Linked DNA regions of Pan troglodytes: region 1 is linked to region 2. A link is a contact called in public HiChIP or PLAC-seq data. All regions are on one chromosome and are shown on one strand. Each heading gives the region's core, a stretch centred on a gene start, on an enhancer-like site or on the middle of the called end of the contact. The rest is flanking DNA. Distances are from core to core; before and after follow the strand shown.

Region 1 (5,294 bases), core at 248-2,747, 380 kb after region 2:
CCTGGCCTGATTTGTGCTTCTACAAGTTTTGGATTTCTGAGAAAGAAGAGCAGCTTGACATTTTTAGGAAAGTAATAAACATTTTGACATACTTTTAAACTTCTTGTTCAAGCAAGCTTTTTCTTACTAAGTTTTAAGAGTAAAGACAAAAATCATCTCATTTCAGTTGAAAATGCAATCTGTGTGTGACAATCTCAAGTTCAATTCAGAATTGAGCAAATACACAGCAAAAGACAAGCAAAGGTTTCACACTAAATAGGTAATTTTCATTTTTTGTTTCAAAAATAATACACTTATATAGGCCCATAAAAAGACCAACATTCGTTAAAATCAAATTGCAGCATTTACTAAACTAAAAGAAAAAGAACAAGTAAAGTTTCCTCTCTCACTTATTTTGTTTTTTGTTTGTTTTGAGACCAAGCCTTGCTCTGTCGTCCAGGCTGGAGTGCAGTGGCGTGATCTCGGCTCACGGCAACCTCCGCCTCCCGGGTTCAAGCGATTCTCCTGCCTCAGCCTCCCGAGTAGCTGCGATTACAGGCGTGTGCCACCATGCCCGGCTAATTTTGACATTTTTAGTAGAGAAGGGGTTTCACCGTATTGGCCAGGCTGGTCTTGAACTCCTGACCTCAAGTGATCCATCCGCCTTGGCCTCCCAAAGTGCTGGGATTACAGGCGTGAGCCACCGCGCCCCGCCTACAAAGGTATTTTAAAATCCCATTTACAATAATCCTCTGAATTAGATAGGTACCAAGTTCCACCCTCTTCTAAACACGAGATCAAATATCAAGGTAAGGTCTCAGAGGGTTTGGGTGTAAAAGACTCCAACCAAATTTAATAAATGGGAAGTCATTACCTTTATTTGTGAGAGAAGCTTTGGAGAATGTGGGGGAAGCTGATGTCAAATATAAAGGGCTTAAAGAGAGAAGAGGGAGAGGAGCTTCCAGCACAGTCCAGTTCACAGCCCGTCGGTGCTCAAAACATACTTGAATATCTGGTACAAAAGATAAAAATGATGGTTTGGTTTTCCATAAGACAGCATAGTTTCTTTAAAATTACACACACACATGCATTGCTTTTCTTCCTTTAATTAGTTGAGACCATAGGACAAAAGAAGAGGCATAGTTGAGCGCGTAATGGTGCGAAAATCAAAAGGTTGGGAAGAAACAAGAAACTCAGATAAACGCTTCCGTCGGCTGTGACAGGTTCTGAGGCGCCCAGATCTACTGGACATAGGGCGGCTCAGAAGCCTCAGAGACCTGTCCGCACAGTTGCTGAAGTTAGCAACAAATTAGTGAGTGCTGTTGCGGGCCATTTTGCAGCCAGAGAAGCAAATGCGCAAATGCGCCCAGCCAGTCAGCACGGACTTCAAGAACCAACCTCATTCCTTGCAAGGTGCTTCAGTTCTGGCCGTTAGGGCGGCAACCAAACAGAAACCTGCCCCGCCTCTGGGAGAGAAGGCGGATCCCTAACGCCAGCTATCTCCAAGAGCAACATTGCCGCAGCACTTCCGGGACGTCGTGCTGCAAAGGACGCCGCTGTTATACGTCACTTCCACGGCTCCGCGTCAGGCAAGTTGACCCCTCTGTTGTAAATTAGTGGTTAAGGTTATCTATTATTGCCACTTTTCCAGCGCTAAAGGCTGTTTTGGAACCAGTGTTGCTTGTTCCGCGGGTGATTGGCTTTTTTTTTGGCAAACCAGTTATTAAAGTTTCTGGTCTTTAAAAAACTCTGTGGCGGTACGGTAGCCGAGGAGGTTCCAGCGCGGCGGAAGTACCCCGCGGGTGGGTGTGTGCGCGAGGCCAGGGCCAGAGGGGCACGTGGCGCCGGTGAGTGGCCGTAGAAGCCGGAGGATTTGAAAATGCTGGACGTGGAACCCAGCTGCCGGAGGGAGGGAGGAAGGAAGGGGATGCGGTGCGAAGACCGTGCTGTCTGTAGGGGGAGGAGTTACTAATCATGGGGCGGCAAGGGTGGTGTGTGGTCGGTCGGCGCTCACGAGACCATGGAGAAGTAAACTCTTCACCCATCAGGTTGGTGGCTGTCTGACCGTGGGTAAGGTGACAGGGCTGCTTTTGTCTCCTTTATGGTGTTCTCACCGGGACTCCGAGGGGTTGGAGTATACTCAGAGGCTACAGTGATTAGAAGACATGGGTCGTTTTTTTTCATCAGGGAGGAGAATGTCTTTTCGAGGCGGAGGTCGTGGAGGCTTTAATCGAGGTGGTGGAGGTGGCGGCTTCAACCGAGGCGGTGGAGGTGGCGGCTTCAACCGAGGCGGCAGCAGCAACCACTTCCGAGGTGGAGGCGGCGGTGGAGGCGGCGGCAGTTTCAGAGGCGGCGGCAGGGGAGGATTTGGACGAGGGGGTGGCCGCGGAGGCTTTAACAAAGGCCAAGACCAAGGACCTCCAGAACGTGTAGTCTGTATGCAGTCTTCAATATTTAGCCTATTTGAAGGAGTAGGTGTGGGTTGGGGGTTTGTGTTGTTAGGCAGCAAGTTTGGGACACACAAGCCTGTGTGGAGAATGTAGCATGTAAGTGTGGAGTTGGGAGATCAAGAAAGCTGAGGGATACTTAGAATGCATCATGGGGGTGGAACTTGAGGGTTGACAGGAAGATATTAAATAGGTAATCGTGAGTACTTATCCCTAATTCCCCGATTTTACAGATGAGAAAACTATGATTTAGGGTTAAGTTTTTTTGCTAGGGTTATAAGGTTAGTGATAAGTGATCAATTAGTGATATAGCTGAAATACAGGCTGGGTGCGGGCTCACGCCTGTAATCCCAACACTTTGGGAAGCTAAGACGGGAGGATCTTTTGAAGCCGGGAGTTAGAGACCAGCCTGGATAATAAAGCAGGAGACCCTGTCTGTACAGAAAAGAAAGAAATACAAAGCCAAGTATTCTGACTCCAAAGCCCATGCTTTCTGTTACTACTCAAAAGTAGATAAGTGAGAAAACAATTTGCTTGAGAGGGAAACTGCCAGAGAGGAAATCTAGAAAAATACCTATTTAGGGTAGTTTTAGAGTAATTAACAATGAGATGGGAATGGAAGTCACAGAAAGTGAAACTTACTACATTAAAGAGGAGAGAGGATGAATAGTGTCTAACTAAGAATGGCTTGGATGAGTATGCAGGATGGTTTGAAAGGAGCAGTTTCTAGAATAAAAGGTCCCAGCCCACAAGCTGTTGTACCAGTCCATACATGAGACCTTGAGAGCCTGAATCAGGATGGTGACAGTGAGGAAAAAAAAGGAAGGGTTAGATAGGAGAGAGATTTCAAAGGAAACAAAATCGGTAGAACTTAGCTAATGCTGATAATAAAGGGTTCCAGGTTTTGAGCTTGGGTGATAGGAATGAAGACTTGGTTTTGCAGGAATGTGGTATTTTAGTTTGGGGTGACAGTCTACTTAGAAATAAAGGTAGTTATTTTGAGATTCCAGATGTCCTTGAAAACAATGAATCATTGTTAAAGAAGTGGTAGTGGGAATGGAAAAGTTCTAAGGCAAGATAAAAAAAAAAAAAAAGAATGAAGGCTGATTCTGTTAGGCATTGAAGAAAAGGGAGAACTAAGAGAATGAAGCAGAGTTTTGAATCAGATAATAAGTTATAATAACATAACTGTTACAGGTTGAATGGTGTCAATGTGCCAGGCACTGTTCTAAGCACTTGACATCTGTTATTCCATTGAGTGCTTACATTACTGTATATTAGGTATAGCTATACATTATATGTTATTAGTGCATACTAAAAATGAGACACTGAATTAGAGAGAGGGTGGGTAACTTCTCCTAGGTCACATAGCTAGTGTGTTGTGGAGTTGGTATACCAGCCCAGGAAGTCCTAAGACTGTGGTCTTCTGCCTCAGAGGAGAGCAGTTATGGTGAAGTCCCAGGTAGCCAAAAAGAAAGCTTCCAGAAGCAGTTGGTCAGTATCGTTTGAAATAGTTCTATGTTTTAACATTTTCTTTTGCTGTTTCAGTATTAGGAGAGTTCCTGCATCCCTGTGAAGATGACATAGTTTGTAAATGTACCACAGATGAAAATAAGGTGCCTTATTTCAATGCTCCTGTTTACTTAGAAAACAAAGAACAAATTGGAAAAGTGGATGAAATATTTGGACAACTTAGAGATTTTGTATCCTTTTTCATTGGAAGGCCTGATAATATTCAAAGGTTGCTATTTATATTTTTCTGAGGAGGCAGTTAAGTATAAATTAAAGTTGTTGCTTCATTAAATTAGACAGGATTGCTACAGATTGGACCATGAAGGAGAATCAAGGGGAGAATGTATTCATCCATAGATATTAAAATGACAGACCCTAGAACGGTGACTTTTTTTTTGGAAAATTCTATTAATGATGGCCATTTGGATAAGTACTACAGGATTAAGTTGGCTGATTTGGATGTAGTGGTGCCACTGGAAATGTAGAATTAGAAGTTGTTTGGTGCCCCCACTACTCTGGAAACTCCTTCCTTCCTTTCTCTCTCTCTCTTTTTCTCTTTCTCTTTCTCTCTTTCTTTCTTTCTCTCTTTCTTTCTCTCTCTTCTCTCTCTCTTTCTTTCTCTCTCTTGCTCTTTCCCTGCCTTCTTCCCTCCCTCCCTTCCTCCCTTCCTTCCTTTCTTTTTTCCTTTTTTTTTTTTTTTTTTGACAGAGACTCACTCTGTTGCCCAGGATGGAGTGCAGTGGCACGATCTCATCTCACTACAACCTCCGCCTCCTGGGTTCGAGCAATTCTCGTGCCTCAGCCTTTCAAGTAGCTGAGATTACAGGTGAGTGCCACCATGCCCGGCTGATTTTTGTATTTTTGGTGGAGGTGGGGTTTCACCATGTTGGCCAGGCTGGTCTCAAACTCCTGGCCTCAAGTGATCCATCCGCCTTGGCCCCCTGAAGTGCTGGGTTTGCAGGTGTGAGCCACCATGCCCAGCCCCTGGAAATTCATTTCTTATCTTTCCTATATATGGCCATACATTCTAACCTTGTTTTTGAAATTATACATGAATTCAGAACATTCGATATCATCTTTCATCTTAATTGCTCATTTGTTCCTTAATGAAAATAATAGTATTTTTCAGTTAAGTTGTCAGAAAACATGAAGGCTTCATCCTTTAAAAAACTACAGAAGGTGAGTCAAACTTATGATACTTGGGATCCTTGGTTTTATAAGGGAACGACCTATCTTAGGAAAGTCCTACTTGGAGCACTTGAGACTTTCCCAACATATCACTAGTAAAGCTCTTAAACTGAAATGTTCCATGCTATAAATATTGAACACACTAATCTTTAAAAGTGATTTATTTGA
Region 2 (5,375 bases), core at 1,832-4,331:
ACATGGTGAAACCCCATTATCTACTAAAAATACAACAATTAGCCAGGAGTGATGGTGCATACCTGTAGGCCCAGCTACTCAGGAGGCTGAGGCAGGAGAATCGCTTGAACCCAGGAGGTGGAGGTTACAGAGAGCCAAGATGGCGCCACTGTACTCCCAACTGGGTGACAGTCTCAAAAAAAAAAAAAAAAAAAGAGCTGACATTTCTTGAGCTAGAGATAGGCGTTCAGTTGTCCAAGGCTCCCACTTCTGTTATAGAGAATAGAGTCCTAAGTTGGGGATGACAAATAGTAACACATGTATTATTTCACTTCCATATATGCAGCAGAGATTAATTCAATTACCCACTCTTTCTCACTGAACAGACTTGGCCTTAGCATCTGCATCAACACTATACCTCAAAGAATCTGAGTTGACATAGGAAACGTCATAATTGGCATTTGTGATACTGTAATCACAAATCTACAAAATATCACTTTTATTGGTCTGTGAAAGATTGAAGAGATGTCCTGAAAGAAAGGACCATCATCTTCCAAAGTAAGAGAATGAACCAATTCAGCTTAACTCTGCTATTCAAAAGCAGTGGTCCTCAAACTTTCCCATGCATCAGAATTGCCTGGAGAGCTTGCTGTAGGGCCCTATCTCCACCACTTCTGAATCAGTAGGTCCAGGGTTTGGGCCCACAAATCTGCATTTCAAAAACTCTGAGATCTACCATTGTAGAGTATACTGGAACAAATTCTAAATATGAAAAACTGAAAATCTTTTGACAGCAAGACAGTAAATCATAACTAGCATAGCTTTATGAAGAAAAATGTAAATTAACCCAGTATAGTTTATAGTAAAGCAATGGTCTGGAGCTAAATAAACCTTGGTTTGACCGCTGGTTCTGCTAATTCCAGGTTCATGATTTTTACTAAGATTACTTGAGCTCTATAAACATTAGTTTCTTCACAGATAAAATAGGGATAAGAAAAATATCCCATGGAGTTATTGTTAGGATTAAATAGAAAAAAATACATATCTAGATTTACAAGCACCGTGCCTAGTAGATGGTTCAATCCTATTCATTCAATTCTTCATCCTTTTTTCACTTATAGTAGTAATGGAAATTAAAGCAAAAGAGTGAAATATTTTCATAAAGGTTGTAGTGTTTGTCAGGAGGAAAAATATCTACCTTCTAGAAGGGGTGCCACGGCAGCGACAGCACAAGGCCCGTGCGTGTGGGGTTCCTGTAACAAAAGAAAGGCATATGAATGTATAATATTTAATGTAAGTTTTACATGGCACCGGAGCCTTCATAAGGAAACGAAGATCTGAAGAAACCTGAGCGTTTTATACCAAGCTTGATGAAGAGTAGACTGTTATGGAAAACTGTGATAAGACAAAAAGATGGGCTAAGGGCAGTAAACTGGGGGAAACCTACCAAGGCCTATTCATTTAGATTCCTCTTGGCGTCTCTCTGTCTTCACAAATAAGACTGCTTCTTTTCTCCAGGTATAGAGAGGGCATCTCTCACATGAGGGTCTTATGACCTGCTTCATGGGAAGGTCAGAGTCCTCACACCTGCCATTTCTCAAATTCCATCAGCTTAAAACATTCAATATGCCAAGGTGTTATATTTTGGGGTAGTGTGCCCTGAACACCATCATAAACATGCTAGAAAAATTCTACAGCAAATTAGTGGACAAGGGGAAGGAGCTTAGGTATTAAAGATTGTGGAGAAGATCTATTAAAACACAGGGCCCCAATCCTCCTCTTAAGGAGTCTCCCCTTAAGAGACAGGGTTCACTTTCATCCCATATATTTCTGATTAAAATGAGCCTCTTATACCCAGGAGAATACATTCCAGGTGCAGAAAGCCAATTACCTAGTTATTCCCTTACCCACGTAATTATAGACCTTAATCCAAATTCAAAGGACTCCTGGGAGATGCTGGAATCTGTAATTGTGTAATCTCTTTGATGAAGCACAGAGTGTGATCTTTTGCTCATGTGGGGCTAGGTTTCTGTGGCGAAGCTGGAAATGCTGTGGAAAAGGGCTTGCCCCTTCTGTGTATATGAACTCTAACGTAGTTGAAATTCCTAGAAGTCAAAGATATAAATCTAACTACTAAAATTCATTTAGTGCATTAAAATGCCAGTTATTAATTTACGGCAACAACTAAAGGGAAGCTTTGTATTATTCTAGGACTATAATGCAATTTATGCTTTGCATAATCATTCAGTAAATGACTTATTGCTCCAGAAATACCATCTTGCTAGATCCCATTCTGAATTCAGTGTTTCTGAGCAATCTCATCTCCAATACAGAGTGATGACATACTCAGGATTCCAAGACGGCAAAATGACTTGGGTAATGTAGTCTAGGGCCTGCCAGTGAGTATGCTGAGACAGACCAGAAAGACTTAAAGATTCCACTAATGTAGACAAAGCAAGCTGAGCCACAACTTCTCGGAACACCAACAGGATGCACCAACAATTGACAAAAAAAAAAAAAAAAAAAAGGAGATAAAGTTTAAAGTTTGTCTTCCAGCATTCCCTTACCCTATTTTCCCCTTCCTCTTCCCTACTTTATCAGTGGGAAAAGTTCTCAATAATGCAATTCTTACTGAGATTCTTGTGTTTATCAGAGAAATGTTTCCTCTTTCTTTGCCAAGGAATTATATATTCCCAACAGACATGGCGCTTGAATGCTATATTTCCTTTGGAATCAAGAAAGGGGAGGTGGGGGAATCAAAAATTAAAAACCAAACCCAAGCCATTGTTCCTCTTCGAGGAAGGGTGGGTGGTCAGTCGTCGCCTGAGCTCCGAACATCAACCCGCGGCTCTCAAGTTCCCCTCCCAGTAATGCTGGGCCCAGCCTCGCCGCGGCCGATCAAGCCTCTGCCCTAGGTGGAAGCGGGCCACCCGGTCCCTTCACCCACTGAGGCCCAGTCCTTTCGCCTCAACACGAAGGCAGCCTGGCCGGGCCGGAGCAGCAGCCGCGGGGCCGGCACTGGGGGCACGGAACCCCGGGCCAGACTCAGGCCTGGGCCAGCTCGGCTCCGGCCTGCAGGGGGCGCTGCGGCGGCACCGGCGCGAGGCCCGCGCGTGCGGGGAGCGACCCCAGGTGTAAGTCCCGGGGCGTGGGGCGCGTGGGTCAAGGCGGAGCGACCCAGGATCCCCGCGCCCGCGGCGGCCGCGGAGCGGCAGCGCTGGGCTCGCGGAGAAGCTTGGGCACCTGAGCCGCGGTCCCGGGTGACACCCTCAGTGACGCCAGGCGCGTTCCTTCCTCTTCCTCTCTCCTCTCCGGCCCCGCCTTCCCTTCCCTCCGCCCACCTCCCTGAAGCGGAGCCGCCGTCGCCACCAGCGCCGTCATGTCGGCCCCCGCCGGGTCCTCTCACCCGGCCGCCAGCGCCCGGATCCCGCCCAAGTTCGGCGGAGCGGCCGTCTCAGGAGCCGCAGCGCCCGCGGGCCCGGGTGCGGGCCCGGCGCCGCACCAGCAGAACGGTGAGGCGGGCGGCCCGGGCGGAGCGCGGGGCCTAGCACCGGCTGGGCGGCCTGCACGGCCACATCGGGGCGGGGCGGGCCGGGCCGGGAAGGGCGTTCGGGGCCAGGCCCGGCCCGAGGGAGGGGAGCGGGCGCGGTGCGGAGGCCGCGGGGTCCGGGTTGGGTGCGGGTAGGGGGCAGGGAAGGCACGGCGCGGGGCGCGCGGGGGTGGGACGCCCCTGGCGTGGGGGCGGGGGCCGGCCTGGGAAAGCTGGGGCCGTGGCTGTTTATGTAATGCGACCCCAGGCCCGAAACGGCCTGGGGCGAGTAGGGGCGACTGAAAAGCTGGGAGCCCACGTAGTAAAACCCAGTTACCTAGCCTGGACGCGGGCGAGTTGCCCCGAGCGACCCCTTGGCTGCGAGAGCTGGCCAGAAGCCGAGGCCGCTGAGTGCGTGGTCCGGAGAAGGCTGGTGCAGCCACCCAGCAGGGTGGATTGTGCCCTTCCTGTCTCAGGAAAATTGCTTCGGTTCCCGAGGCCCAGCGAACACGCTGCCTTGAGGAAACTTAAGTTTGCACTCAAGTTTGTAGACAAAAGGGTGTAAATATGCTATATAAGTGTAACTGTAACCCTGACCCAGTTCGGCCTCAAGAACTGTCATTGCCGCTGCGGCTGCTGCTCAAGCTTTTGGAGTTTGCTTGTAGTGTTTGAAAGGGAGCAGATGTAAACGGATTTAAACGAACATCTTTAGATCTGGGTGTTTTTCCTAGCTCCACTTTCAGAGATGGAAAAACGTGCCAGAGTTGGCCCTGCTTTGAGGCAGGGCCTTCATACAGGCAGCAGCCAAATGCAACACGAAAGCCGCTTTCATATTAAGGTCGTGGGCTTTTAGTAGGCTGCAAAATGATCGTCTCTAGGATATGCATTCCCTAATGCTGAGATTTGGAATGTTCGCGGATAGGGGCCAAGGGTGGAGGAATTCTCCTTACAGACTTCTTAGTATGTCAGATGAGAACCTTGGAAAGTAATTGACTGAATTTAGAAAAATACCTCTGTCCTGTGTTGGTACGAGAACCAAACTGCATTAGTACTCTCCAGATGATTGACCTGTTTTATCTAATTTCCTAATGAAAATCTGCTGGACTTTATGAATTAGTTTAATCAACATCTAAGTTTTACAACTGATGCTTTTCAAACATGAAGTGTATCGTTTGTCCTGAGGATCAGAAGTTGAGTGATACTTTAGCCTTAATATTCTTTGGATCAGCCTTACCTATCAGTATTACATGCTGTACTCTCAGTAGTCATTGTTTACTATAATCGCTTTTGGATATGACCAGTGTTATTGGTGTTGTACACCTGTTCTGAACAAATGTAAAAATACTATTTGTGAGCAGTGTTTGTTCTTGTAACCTTAATATAAGTTCTTGTTTTTGTTTGTTTTTAAAATAGCTTTATGAAGGAACTAGAACACGATAATTTAGTAAAAGAGCCCAAGTCTTTTAGAACATCGTAGACTCATGTTTACCAGTGATTCAAGGATTGTGTCTTTCCTTGATTTTCTGAATATGCATTATCATCTTAGTGAACAGTTTTTAAAGTGGCAAATGTTTATTACAGCCTTATAAATTTTGTGAACACTCAAGAATGCCAGGATATGTACTCAGCCAAGTGTAATCAGGATGTTAAAATCTGTAAGAACAAATCAATGTTTTGATGCCAAATATAGATGATGCTTGAGTTCTCTTGTTTATAATCACTACTTTCCTTTAATGTTGCAATAATCATTTCAACATTTATTGCATGCTTACCAGTTGGGGACTCAAGGTTAGGGTAGCAGATGAGACAGAGTCCCTGCCTCTCTCCTGACTTGCCCTGTATTTGGTAATGTTTGATTGGTTCTGGC

The links. HiChIP or PLAC-seq counts read pairs in DNA pulled down with a chosen protein or histone mark.
Region 1: an H3K4me3 HiChIP or PLAC-seq map of stem cell-derived excitatory neurons shows a contact between it and region 2, with 6 times the contacts expected there. The contact joins the promoter of GAR1 here to the promoter of SEC24B in region 2. A contact is called at or near these places in 5 of 7 Hi-C or Micro-C datasets (blood, induced pluripotent stem cells, a lymphoblastoid cell line and 1 more), 1 of 1 datasets of contacts at active chromatin or transcription factors (stem cell-derived excitatory neurons) and 1 of 1 other capture datasets (stem cell-derived neural stem cells).

The regions. Positions count from the first base shown.
Region 1 is chr3:111,267,590-111,272,883 of NHGRI_mPanTro3-v2.0_pri, forward strand. It overlaps GAR1 (GAR1 ribonucleoprotein), which reads left to right and starts at 1,498. Exons shown (of 7, transcript XM_063809738.1): 1 at 1,498-1,568; 2 at 2,167-2,415; 3 at 3,975-4,129; 4 at 5,058-5,117. The coding sequence starts at 2,175. It overlaps CFI (complement factor I), which reads right to left and starts at 1,522. Exons shown (of 15, transcript XM_063809737.1): 1 at 1,378-1,522; 2 at 854-991.
Region 2 is chr3:110,888,601-110,893,975 of NHGRI_mPanTro3-v2.0_pri, forward strand. It overlaps SEC24B (SEC24 homolog B, COPII coat complex component), which reads left to right and starts at 3,082. Exons shown (of 23, transcript XM_016952010.3): 1 at 3,082-3,491. The coding sequence starts at 3,359. It overlaps LOC104006165 (a long non-coding RNA gene), which reads right to left and starts at 2,274. Exons shown (of 6, transcript XR_010156667.1): 1 at 1,887-2,274; 2 at 1,427-1,590; 3 at 1,178-1,232.